Linked DNA regions of Mus musculus: region 1 is linked to region 2. Evidence: chromatin contacts called from public promoter capture Hi-C data. All regions are on one chromosome and are shown on one strand. Each heading gives the region's core, a stretch centred on a gene start, on an enhancer-like site or on the middle of the called end of the contact. The rest is flanking DNA. Distances are from core to core; before and after follow the strand shown.

The links. Promoter capture Hi-C pulls out the DNA fragments that hold promoters and counts their contacts.
Region 1: a promoter capture Hi-C map of neutrophils shows a contact between it and region 2, with 2.5 times the contacts expected there. The contact joins the enhancer-like site here to the promoter of Nanog in region 2. A contact is called at or near these places in 13 of 39 promoter capture datasets (the HPC-7 cell line, HPC-7-derived erythroid cells, cranial neural crest and 5 more), 8 of 484 Hi-C or Micro-C datasets (bone marrow-derived macrophages and embryonic stem cells), 14 of 115 datasets of contacts at active chromatin or transcription factors (embryonic stem cells, epiblast stem cells, extraembryonic endoderm stem cells and 2 more) and 3 of 9 other capture datasets (adipose tissue, liver and pancreatic islet).

What each region holds. Positions count from the first base shown.
Region 1 is chr6:122,779,185-122,785,387 of GRCm38.p6, forward strand. It overlaps a transcript of Slc2a3 not described here. Among named protein-coding and RNA genes, the nearest start is that of Foxj2, 38 kb to the right of the region's middle. Within about 2 kb of position 3,242, at least 25 of the 459 cell types and tissues checked have an H3K27ac peak or open chromatin away from gene starts, as enhancers often do. A contact at or near this core is called in extraembryonic endoderm stem cells, neutrophils and pancreatic cancer cells, where this site is marked.
Region 2 is chr6:122,705,674-122,711,093 of GRCm38.p6, forward strand. Nanog (Nanog homeobox) reads left to right here and starts at 1,892. Exons shown (of 4, transcript NM_028016.3): 1 at 1,892-2,260. The coding sequence starts at 2,110. RefSeq lists promoters at 1-2,106, 1,588-1,969, 1,632-2,037, 1,700-1,926, 1,842-2,032, cis regulatory regions at 1,685-1,690, 1,776-1,783 and an enhancer at 1,728-1,765.

The DNA of each region.
Region 1 (6,203 bases), core at 1,992-4,491, 75 kb after region 2:
CACAGGTACAAAGATGATCGCCACAGCATAATGTCACAGAGAAAGTCTGGAAACACTCTCAATGCAGGGGGATTTGTTTTAAAAGCGTTCTATTTCACCGTGAGCTTCTTCACCTCCTTTTGTTTCTCTATATTTACACAATGGCGTTTTTTAGTTCCTTGGGCTTGCCAGGCTCTTGGGGACTAGAGTGTCCTTTATGTTTCCTCCGCCCAGAAAGCCCCTTCTTTCCTGTGGCTAGCATATTCTTTTTAAAAGCCAGCTGTAATGTGAGTGTAGAAAAAGGCTCCCTGTCCATTTGTGTTGTTAGGAGGTCTCTGTTAATTTGATATTAAGCGATTACTGTCTCCTTCAATACCATGTATTGTGTCTGTTAGAAAGCAGTCTCCCACAATGGACAGCCATGCACAGAACACTATGGACCCATTAAGGCAATGACTGTAACCATATAATGACTTACAAGTATGTTGAGCTCATGTTTCTTCACTGTGTATTGTCTTAAATGTATAAGAACAGATAGGACACAAGACATCAACCAGAAGGCTGAAAATCTATTCTCTGTATATATTGACAATGTCAATTGTGTAGTATAATAGACTAATACTCCATGGTGACCAGTGAGCTCTGGGTTTATCTAGGGTCCCTGCGTCAATATATGAGGTAAAAAATATTTGAAGGACACCCCCTTTGTCAACCTGTGACCTACACATGCACGCTCACACATGTGCCCACGTACCTGCACACTTGCAGTTAGAAAGGTGATGCATCTTCCTGTCTAGGTGCTCTACTGAGCACTGGAGGAACCTAAAGAGGCTATAAAGGACTCGCACATGCCCCACAGGAGGCCTATGGTTAGACCTACCACAGAGCTAACAGTAGGGGGAGGAAGGGATGTCAAGCTCACAGGGTTAGTGTTCCTAAGAGTTGAAAAGAACAAGAATGCAGGAATGTATGAGTTGTGCCTTATAGGGTGTTCTCAGGCCAAAAAAAAAAAAAAAAAAGTACACAACAGTCAGGTGTGGTGGCACAGGCTTGTAATCCCTAGCACTTGAGAGGTAAAGGCAGGAGGATCAAGAGTTCAAGACAGGAGGCTGGAGAGATGGCTCAGTGGTTAAGAGCAGTTAAGAGACTGCTCTTTCAGAATTCCTGAGTTTAATTCCCAGCAACCATCTGTAATGGGATCTGATGCCCTCTTATGGTGTGTCTGAAGAGAGCAATGGTATATGCATATACATAAAATCAATCAATCAATCAATCAATCAATCAACCAATCAATCTTAAAAAAAAAATAGTTCAAGACAAGTTTGAGGTCAGCCTAGGCTACACAAGACCCATATCAAAAAAGAGAAGAGATGGGCTGGTGCGTAAATGTGCTCTCCATCCTGTCTGACAACCCGAGTTCTGTCCCTGGAGCCCATATGGTGGAAGGAGACAGAACCAGACTAAAACATATTCCAAGCTGGGAAAACCAGTCACACAGGTCAGAGAGAGAGCAGGGGTAGTTTGTGTTACCAGATTAGATAGACTTGCATAAGGAGGGGAATTAAGACCAACTATATTATTTCCTTTGTTTGTTTGTTTATTGGGCCTTCTGCAGAGAGGTCAGAGGACAGCTTGTTCTCTTCTGCCATGCTCTTAGCATTCCAACTCAGGTTGTAGGGTTTAGCAGCAAGTGTCCTTACCTGCTGAGCCATCTTGACAGCCCTCTGTTCTTTTCACTATAAAACTAAGGATGCTTGTTTTTTCTTTACATAGGAGATCTATCAGATGTATAAACGAAGTTGAAGACAGAATAGGGGTACAGACTCTGTGAGTATGAATACAGCCAAGCTGAACACAAGTGAGACCCATACTCCAGCATGGCAGAGGCTAAGGAAAGGCACAGCCCATCAAGAGTTTGGCTGTGAGTGACAGAGTGTTTCAAGAGCAGCATTTCAAGTAGGCACACTGCAAAAACCCTGCAGGCTCAGCGGTAGTGACTCTGACAAAGGGGTGCGGTGGGGCAGGCTGGGGTGGAAGAAAACAGCTTTCTGGGTCTCAGGGGCTTCTGGGTCACAAGAGTTTGCAGGACTCGACAGGATGGTGAGCTTTGTGATCCAGCAGCAAAGGAGGCTGAGAGATAAGGGGAGATTTATCACAAATCGATAACCAAGCTAGCGGAGGCAGGTCAAGCATTTGGACTTTGTCTGCTGACTAAGATGCCTGGCAGGTTAACACAGCAAAAGTGTGTCCAGACTTGGACTATAGAAAGATCACTAGTAAAGCCTGGGGTCACAGGCTCTTAAGCAGCAGATGAGGCCAGCAAGGGTTAGAGTGAACATCAAGCCAGGATAGGCTATATTGCAAGACATAGTCTCAAAAAAAAAAAAAGATAAAAATAAAAGAAAAATTATGGGCTACATGATAGAAACCACCAAGGAGATGCTTATTATAAGATGATGACGATAGACTTAAATATTTGACAGGAAACTCAGAATATCAGCTCTCAAAATCTTTAAAAAGTATATCTTAGTGATGGGCATAGTAGTGCATGCCTTAAGCACTCTCAAGAAAGAGGCAGGAAGATCTATCTCTGTGAAGGTACCCTGGTCTACATACTGAATTCCTGACCAGCTAAGGGTATATAGGGAGACCCTGCCTCAAAAAAGAAAACAAAATGCAAATCTGTTTTCAAGTAAGCTTTCCTGAGAAATTCACATGATTTCATTTTCCTCTCATTTTCCTCGGGAGAGATGGAAAACAAAAGGCACAGGCACAGCCATGACAAGAGTAGGAGAAACAGAGAACCTGCCATTGGGGTATTTAGTCAGTAGACATTTATCCATCAGCTACTATATAAAGGACTTTCTTGATCCTGTTCACTGTGGAATTAAAGAGCAAGACAGAGAAAGAGCACTGGAGACAGAGATATCACACACATTCTTAAAGCTACTGCTACGTTTCTAAAATGTGCTGCCTGCTCATGGTGACACCGTGGCAGAGGGCTGCTGTCCTTCCTGTAGGAACAAACATTTGGAAAACATTTCAGCAGATCTGCTGGCTGGATTGTTCCATATCGCTGCTCCACTCGTGCTGACCTTTATCTCAGCCAGGTTGGAGCCACAGATAACACCTTAAGAGAGATTTGGAAAGCCTGTGTACTCAAAGCAGGGTGTCCAGGGCAGGGCATAGGCAAGCAGAGGGGAAAGCAGTAGGACCATATGGAACGTAGCCAGGGAAGGAAATGAACTAGTAATATTCACAGAGCACTAAGTGATTGTGGTTTAGTTACACAATAGTTCCCTCCAGTTCCAGCAACTGGCTACATGGGGCAGCTTTGAATGCCAAAAGAATTTGCTGTATGAAGTGCAAGCTCTATTCCCAACTGCATGACCTTGGCCAAGCTGTCCTTAATGTTGACATCCATAAAGTGATGGAAGTGATTGCATTGATGGGGAGATCAAACACTACACGTTAAAGTGCACAGTGTAAAGTACGGAGTTGTTACTGCTCTGAATCTCAAGAAGTATAGGAAACCTGAGGTCAGGAAATAGCATATCCTACCAGCAGACTTTCCTCAAGACATTTCTCCTTGGATCTAGCTCGGGAAATCAATGGGGCAATATTTGACTAGTAAGGAGACGTGCCACTTTGAGGAGAACCCCTTTGACTTTCAGCCCAGATACTAGGCAATCCATCTTTATGCTCTTCTGCAGATATTTATGTCAACTTCCGTTTTTATTTGCTTGCTTTCTTTCTCTTTCTTTCTTTCTTTCTTTCTTTCTTTCTTTCCTTCTTTCTTTTTCTGAGACAGGGTTTCTCTGTGTAGCCCTGGCTGTCCTGGAACTCACTTTGTAAACCAGGCTAACCTTGAACTCAGAAATCTGCCTGCCTCTGCTTCCCAATTGCTGGGATTAAAGGCACAAGCTTATTATTGTTCATCTTATGTGAATGAATGCTGTGCCTATGTGTATGTCTGTGCACTACATGTATTCCTGGTGCCTGTAAGCCAGAAGAGGGTTTCGGATCCCAGAAGTTAAAGATGTTTGTAAGATGCTGGGAATTGAACCTGGGTCCTCTGAAAGAGCAACAAGTGCTCCTAATCACTAGCTCTTATTATACAATTTTTAAAAATTCATGTTATTTTAAAGTGTGTGTGTGTGTGTGTATGTGTATGTGTTGCACACGCATGTGTGCATCTTAGTGCAGGTGCCTGCAGAGGCCAGAAGCAGGTATGAGATCGCTGGGAGCTGAAATTATAGGCATTTGTGAGACCTCTGAAGTGGGTACTGGGAACTGGACCCAGGTCCTCTGGAGGAGCAGCGAGTGCTCTTAAGTACATGTCTACAGCCCAGTCCATTGCTTTCTTCCTTAAAATTGGTTTTCTTTCTTTTTTTTAGATTTTTTATTAGATATTTTCTTTATTTACATTTCAAATGCTAGCCCGAAAGTTCCCTATACCCCGCCCCCCCCCAATATTGGTTTTCTTCTCTTTTTCTTTTCTTTTTTTTTTTTTTTTTTTGGTTTTTCGAGACAGGGTTTCTCTGTATAGCCCTGGCTGTTCTGAGACTCACTTTGTAGACCAGGCTAGCCTGAAACTCAGAAATCCGCCTGCCTCTGCCTCCTGTCTCTGTGCTGGGATTAAAGGCGTGTGCCACCACGCCCAGCTGATTATTGGTTTTCTTAAGAAAGTGCCTGGTAGCTGGTGGTGGTAGTGCATGCCTTTAGCCCCTGCACTCCCGAGGCAGGAGCAGGAGACCGTGCCTGGCTTACTCCAGTCTCACTTCCTTTCACTACTTTGCTTACTTGGGAAAAGGAGAGTTTTATCTCTGAGCCACTGTAGGAAGGGCATTATGGCAACTGGTGTTGTCACAGTAGCAAAGTGACAGCGCTTGTTTTAGTCACTGCTACTCACTCTGTCTTCCCAGCACTGGTGACATCACCACCTGTGTGACATCACCACCTGTGTGACATCACCACCTGTGTGACATCACCACCTGTGTGACATCACCACCTGTGAGACATCACCACCTGTGTGACATCACCACCTGTGAGATATGCAATCCAGATGTGGCGAATCAGACTCTTGACAGGGTAAGGCCAAGACACCTGCAACAAGTCTTACAAGCGACTCTCACGCATGCTAAAGCTTTAGGAAGATCACCTGGCAGAGAGGTTCCTGTCTGGGTCAAACTTAAGATGGTTGAGGACTGGAGAGATGGGTCAGGAGTTAAAGGTACTCGCTGTGGAAGCATGCCAACCTGAATTTGATTCCCAGAACCCACATGAAGTTGGGAGTGGAGAACAGATTCCATAAAGCCGTCCTCTAACCACCACAGGTGCCTGGGGCCTGTACACACAGATACATATACGCAATATAAACAAACTAACAGTCAAAGTAAGATGGTTAGCATGGAAACATATGTTAACATGGGTATTTGAGATAAAAATGGAAGTCAGCTTTTCTCAGAAGTTTAATTTGGCTAAAAGGCTTGCCCAGGAACAAAGGCTTTGTGTTTGTTTATAGCTTTGTAAACTGGAATGTACCATCTCTAGTTCAGGTTGGTTTTTTGTTTTTTTGTTTTGTTTTTTTTTCTTTTTCAAGACAGGGTTTCTCTGTGTAGCCCTGGCTGTCCTGGAACTCACTCTGTAGACCAAGCTGGCCTGGAACTCAGAAACCGGCCTGCCTCTGCCTCCCAAGAGCAGGGATTAAAGGCGTGCGCCACCACTGCCCAACTTATTCCAAGGTTTTAAATCTCTAAATCCTCTACAATGGCTTTTAAGTATAACAGTTTAGTTTGGAAAGTTTTAATCCTAGGCTTTGAAGCTTCTTTGCACAAGAGGTCTTCCTAGACCACCCCGCCCCCAACTACTCAGAGAAGCACCTTTTCCTACTTTGCATGAAGGCACTGCACCCCCTTCTGGCCTTGGGGGCAACATGCATGGATGTGGTACAGAGACATCCACACAGTCAAAATATCCATACATTTAAACATAAAGGAAACAGATGCTAAGTTTAAAATGTGTGTGTGTGTGTGTGTGTGTGTGTGTGTGTGTGTGTGTGTGTGTGTGGTGGCAGGTGGTGGTGGTAGCAGTTCTAGAAAACTAAGAGAACTGAGAGCAGAAGTCTCCCATCTCAAAGATCGCCTCTTCCTCCTTTGTCTTCAGTAACGCCCAGTAGGTGCTCCCCATCTGCACTGCAACCTGCAAGTCTCTCGCTTTCTTTC
Region 2 (5,420 bases), core at 642-3,141:
GTTCAGTCAGGCTGGGCAATGGAGGCAGTAGTGGCCGTGGTGGTCTTGGCAGCAGTGGAGGCCTTGGTGGCAGTGGTGACAGACAGTGATAGTGTGGCAGCAGTTGAGGCAGTGGTGGTCGTAGTGGCAGTGATGGCATTGGTGGCAGGGTTGGTGTGGCTCAGAGGTGGCAGTGGTGGCAGTGGAGGCATTGCAGGCTTTAGTGGCAATGGTAGTGGGGCAGCAGTGGTAGCCATGGTGGCACAGTGGTAGCAACGGTGGTAGTGGCAGCCGTGGTGGCCGCAGAGGCAGTGGTAACAATGGTGGCTTGGTGGCAGTGCTGACAGTGGTAGTATTGGTAGCATTGGTGGCAGTGGAAGAAGGGAAGTGGTGGTAATGGTGGCAGGGGTGGCAGCAGAGGCAGACAGTGGTGACGATGGTGGCAGTGGTGCTGTGGCACAGTGGTGGCATTGGTGGCATGGCACAGTGGTGGCAATGATGGTGTGGTGCAGTGGTAGCAGTGGAGACAGTGGTGGCAGTGGAGACAGTAGTAGTATGGTGGCTGTGGTGGCCATGGCGGCAGTGGTGGCACATACAGGCCTTTAATGCCAGCACATGGGAGGCAGAGGCAGTTGGCTCTCTGTGAGTTGGAAGCCAGCTTGTTCTACAGAGCAAGTCCCAGGACAGCCAGGGCTACACAGAGAAACCCTGCCTAGAATAATAACAAAACTCAAACAAACACCACCAACCCCCGCGCTCCGCCCCGCCCCCCCCAAAAAAAACCCCAAACCAAAAAGAGCCATTCAAGCTTAGTCTTTTGTAGAATAAAACCCAGGAAGAACCACTCCTACCAATACTCACTGTGGTAGAGTCTTCACATGGGAGATGTTACGAGAGGACGGCCCTTCCCTCTCTGCTTATACACAGAAGCCGACTTAAGCTGGGTTAGAGTGCTTTCACTCACTTATCTGTGAGCACAAGGACTGATCGGCAAACTTTGAACTTGGGATGTGGAAATAGGAAGATCAGGAGTTTGGGACCAGCTAGAGCAATAGACTGTGAGGCCAGTCTCGGGTACGTGAAACTCTATCTCAAAGAAATGACCAAAACCAAATTTGAAATACGATAAATTTCTTCTTCCATTGCTTAGACGGCTGAGGCACTTGGGATTGCAGTAAGTCTGAAGCCAGCCTAGGTTTTACAGTGAGAACTTGTCTCAAAACAAAACAGAAGGCCTCTACATTAATTTAAACACTCCTTAAATTGGGCATGGTGGTAGACAAGCCTGGTCTACATACTGAGTATAAGCTACTCAAGGCAACAGAGAAAAACCTGTCTCAAAACCAAAGCATGGACCAACTTACTAAGGTAGCCCGAGTCTTAAGCAGGACACAGGCTCTTTCTTCAGACTTGCGTTAAAAAGCCGCACTTTTGGAGGGAAGATTTCCCCAGGTTTCCCAATGTGAAGAGCAAGCAAGAAACGCTGAGTGCTGAAAGGAAAGCCGTGTATAAACAGAGACTTTGGCAGCAAGGTCTGACTCTTTCATGTCTGTAGAAAGAATGGAAGAGGAAACTCAGATCCCCCACTTGACCTGAAACTTCCCACTAGAGATCGCCAGGGTCTGGAGGTGCAGCCGTGGTTAAAAGATGAATAAAGTGAAATGAGGTAAAGCCTCTTTTTGGGGGGGGGGGATGTCTTTAGATCAGAGGATGCCCCCTAAGCTTTCCCTCCCTCCCAGTCTGGGTCACCTTACAGCTTCTTTTGCATTACAATGTCCATGGTGGACCCTGCAGGTGGGATTAACTGTGAATTCACAGGGCTGGTGGGGCGTGGGTGCCGCCTGGGTGCCTGGGAGAATAGGGGGTGGGTAGGGTAGGAGGCTTGAGGGGGGAGGAGCAGGACCTACCCTTTAAATCTATCGCCTTGAGCCGTTGGCCTTCAGATAGGCTGATTTGGTTGGTGTCTTGCTCTTTCTGTGGGAAGGCTGCGGCTCACTTCCTTCTGACTTCTTGATAATTTTGCATTAGACATTTAACTCTTCTTTCTATGATCTTTCCTTCTAGACACTGAGTTTTTTGGTTGTTGCCTAAAACCTTTTCAGAAATCCCTTCCCTCGCCATCACACTGACATGAGTGTGGGTCTTCCTGGTCCCCACAGTTTGCCTAGTTCTGAGGAAGCATCGAATTCTGGGAACGCCTCATCAATGCCTGCAGTTTTTCATCCCGAGAACTATTCTTGCTTACAAGGGTCTGCTACTGAGATGCTCTGCACAGAGGCTGGTAAGGAATTCAGTCCCCGAAGAACCCAGTAAATTAGGGTAAGAGTAGAAAAAACGGGCTGAAGGGTTATTGCTTCTTTATGAACCGTAGTAGTCATTAACATAAGCGGGTGTCCTTATCACTCTTCTGGAAACCCCTCTGAGTTTGACCGGTGATACGTTGGCCTTCTAGTCTGAAATAGAGATCCGGGACACAGGACGGAGCAATATAAGGCTCTTGTGTGTATTTGAGAACCTAAATATTTGGGCTCTTTGGAATATGTTCGGGGGCAGTGAGTGGTGTCTTCAGTAGCAGGGAGACCTAACATCCTAGCTTGGAATGAGCACCCCATTTTTTTGGTGAGGTTATACAGTTAGTTTGCAATTTGCCCAAATGGCCGTTTTCTCCAGCAGAAGCAGTTAGCATTTCTCTCAACCTTTGGGAATATGGATGTCACTTAGCAGTTCTGGGTTTGTGAGCTCAGTGCTCCTTCCAAACCCCAAACAAGTGTACACAGTTTAAGTCATTCATTCTTATAGCTAGCATCTGGAGCCAAGGTCTGAAGCTCATTGTCTGTACAGAGTCAGCCCAGTACTCAGGCTTGTAAATGGTAGAACCAAGAGGCTGCTAGGCTGTGTGTGCCACGGTGCTCAGGTGCGTGTTGTGATGCTCGGGTGTGTGCAGCGATGCTCGGGTGTGTGCAGTGATGCTCGGGTGTGTGCAGCGGTGCTTGGGTGTGTGGAGCGCTAGGAAGTGTGTGTCCCCTTTTTTCTGAGCTTTTAAGTTAATGTCTGTCATCTTGATTTTTCTGATTTATGGGTTCAATTTTTGATTTTTTTTTTGTTTGTTTTTTTTTGTTTTTTCGAGACAGGGTTTCTCTGTGTAGCCCTGGCTGTCCTGGAACTCACTTTGTAGACCAGGCTGGCCTCAAACTCAGAAATCCGCCTGCCTCTGCCTCTGCCTCCCTCAATTTTTGATTTTGGAGGTGGGAAAAGTGCTGGGTTAGGAATGAACGGGTGGGGATAGCCTTTGTAAGTGATGTGTGTTTTTAGAGCATGTGTGTAGAGCATGTGTGTTTGTAGTGCGTGCCCCTAGTGCCAGCAGATGGCATAATTTTCCATTTAGAAGCTGCTTTCAGGGCTGTCTACTTATTTGCTAGACTGCAGGCTAACCTCAGCATTGCCATCAGCGTGGAGCACAGATGTCTTCAGTGTAGGAGGTGTCTTCTACCTGCTGCTGGATCTAGGAAATGTTGGGGCAAAGCTTGGTGGAGGAGCACTTGTCTCTTGCTGAAGGCCCTGGAAAAAAACAAAAAAGCTAACCGAAGAGCTAGAGGGTCAAGGATAAGAGAAACGAATTTGGTTAACCGAAATTTTACTCTAGTAATTAATAATTAACTGGACCCTCTGACTGGCTGCTCTTGTACTAGCAGAAAAGATGGTGGGATATTTTTATTTATTTATTTTTTTAAAGATTTATTTATTATATGTAAGTACACTGTAGTTGTCTTCAGACACTCCAGAAGAGGGCGTCAGATCTTGTTACAGATGGTTGTGAGCCACCATATGGTTGCTGGGATTTGAACTCCAGACCTTCGGAAGAGCAGTTGGGTGCTCTTACCCACTGAGCCGTTGGATGCTCTTACCCACTGAGCCATCTCACCAGCCCCAGTGGGATCATTTTAAAATATACCTTTAAAAAAAAATTGGGGGTGGGGGGTGTCTAAACTCAGGACTGTGCATTCCTAACAACAAGTGATTTAACCCTGGAAATTTCCTTAGATAACATTCAGTATAATGGATTTCGTCATGACATTTTTTGTTCATAAATATTAGTTCATCCCTAAATGTTAATGTGTGTGTGTGTGTGTGTGTGTGTATGTATGTATGTATGTATGTATGTATATATGTATGTATGTATAGATATAGCTGACTCAGTGGTAGTAGAGTATGAAAGGTCCCAACAGGATTCTATTCACCCAGCACCATGCAAAAATCTAGGCGAGATAAAAGTCCCCCCAAACCTGAGTCTTTGGATAAACCTCCACTCAGAAGGTAGAGAGGTAGGACCCAGAGAGCAGGCCAGCCTTGGCTACCTGAGACCCTATCCCTTAGAAAGAAAAGAAAACCACAAACATAGACTAGATCCTCTGCTGCCTAAGCTCTTGTGCTGTCTTGTCTGTCTGTCTCTATTTGTTGAGACGGGCTGATCTCAAATTCTCCCATCTCAGCTACTGGAGCAGGGGGGCTTTAGATTTGTGCTACCCACTGTCAGGATCAGAGGTTTACAGTGTAGATGCGGTCACGGTTCTAATGAAGAGGGAGCAGGGAGAAGGGATTGGAAAGAGCAGACTACAAACTCAAACCTGTCTTCATCCTGCCATTGAACTGAGTATTGTTTGGTTAGTTGTCTTTTTTTTTTTTTAAATAGGATTCCCAGGGTCTAATTGTATAATTTAAATAACTAATGAAACTTAAAAACACTGTATGTAGGGCTGGTGAGATGGCTCAACAGGTAAAAGCACTGACTGCCCTTCCCAAAGTCCTGAGTTCAAATCCCAGCAACCACATGGTGGCTCACAACCATCCGTAATGAGATCTGATGCCCTCTTCTGGTGTGTCTGAAGACAGCTACAGTGTACTTACATATAATAATAAATAAATATTTAGCAGAGACATTCTTTTTTTTTTTTAATTAATTAATCCCATGTGGTTGCTGGGAATTGAACTCAGGACCTTCGGAAGAGCAGTCTGCACTCTTAACCTTAACCGCTGAGCCATCTCTCCAGCCCCCTAAGTAGAAACATTCTTAAAAAAAAAAAAAAAAAAAAAAAAAACACTATAAAAGGGAGATCTATGCAAAATGGTGTTACCCAGGGGTGACAAAGTATTCCAAGAATACTTTCCAAAAATTAGGTTTTTCTTGTTACTTAGATCTATGAAGATAATTGCTTTGAAAGTAAATATAGCCGGGCGTTTAATCCCAGCACTTGGGAGGCAGAGGCAGGCGCATTTCTGAGTTCGAGGCCAGCCTGGTCTACAAAGTGAGCTCCAGGACAGCCAGGGCTATACAGAGAAACCCTGTCTCGAAAAAACCAAAAAAAAAGAAAAAAAAAAAAAAAAAAGAAAGAAAGAAAGAAAGAAAGAAAGAAAGAAAGAAAGAAAGAAAGTAAGTAAATATA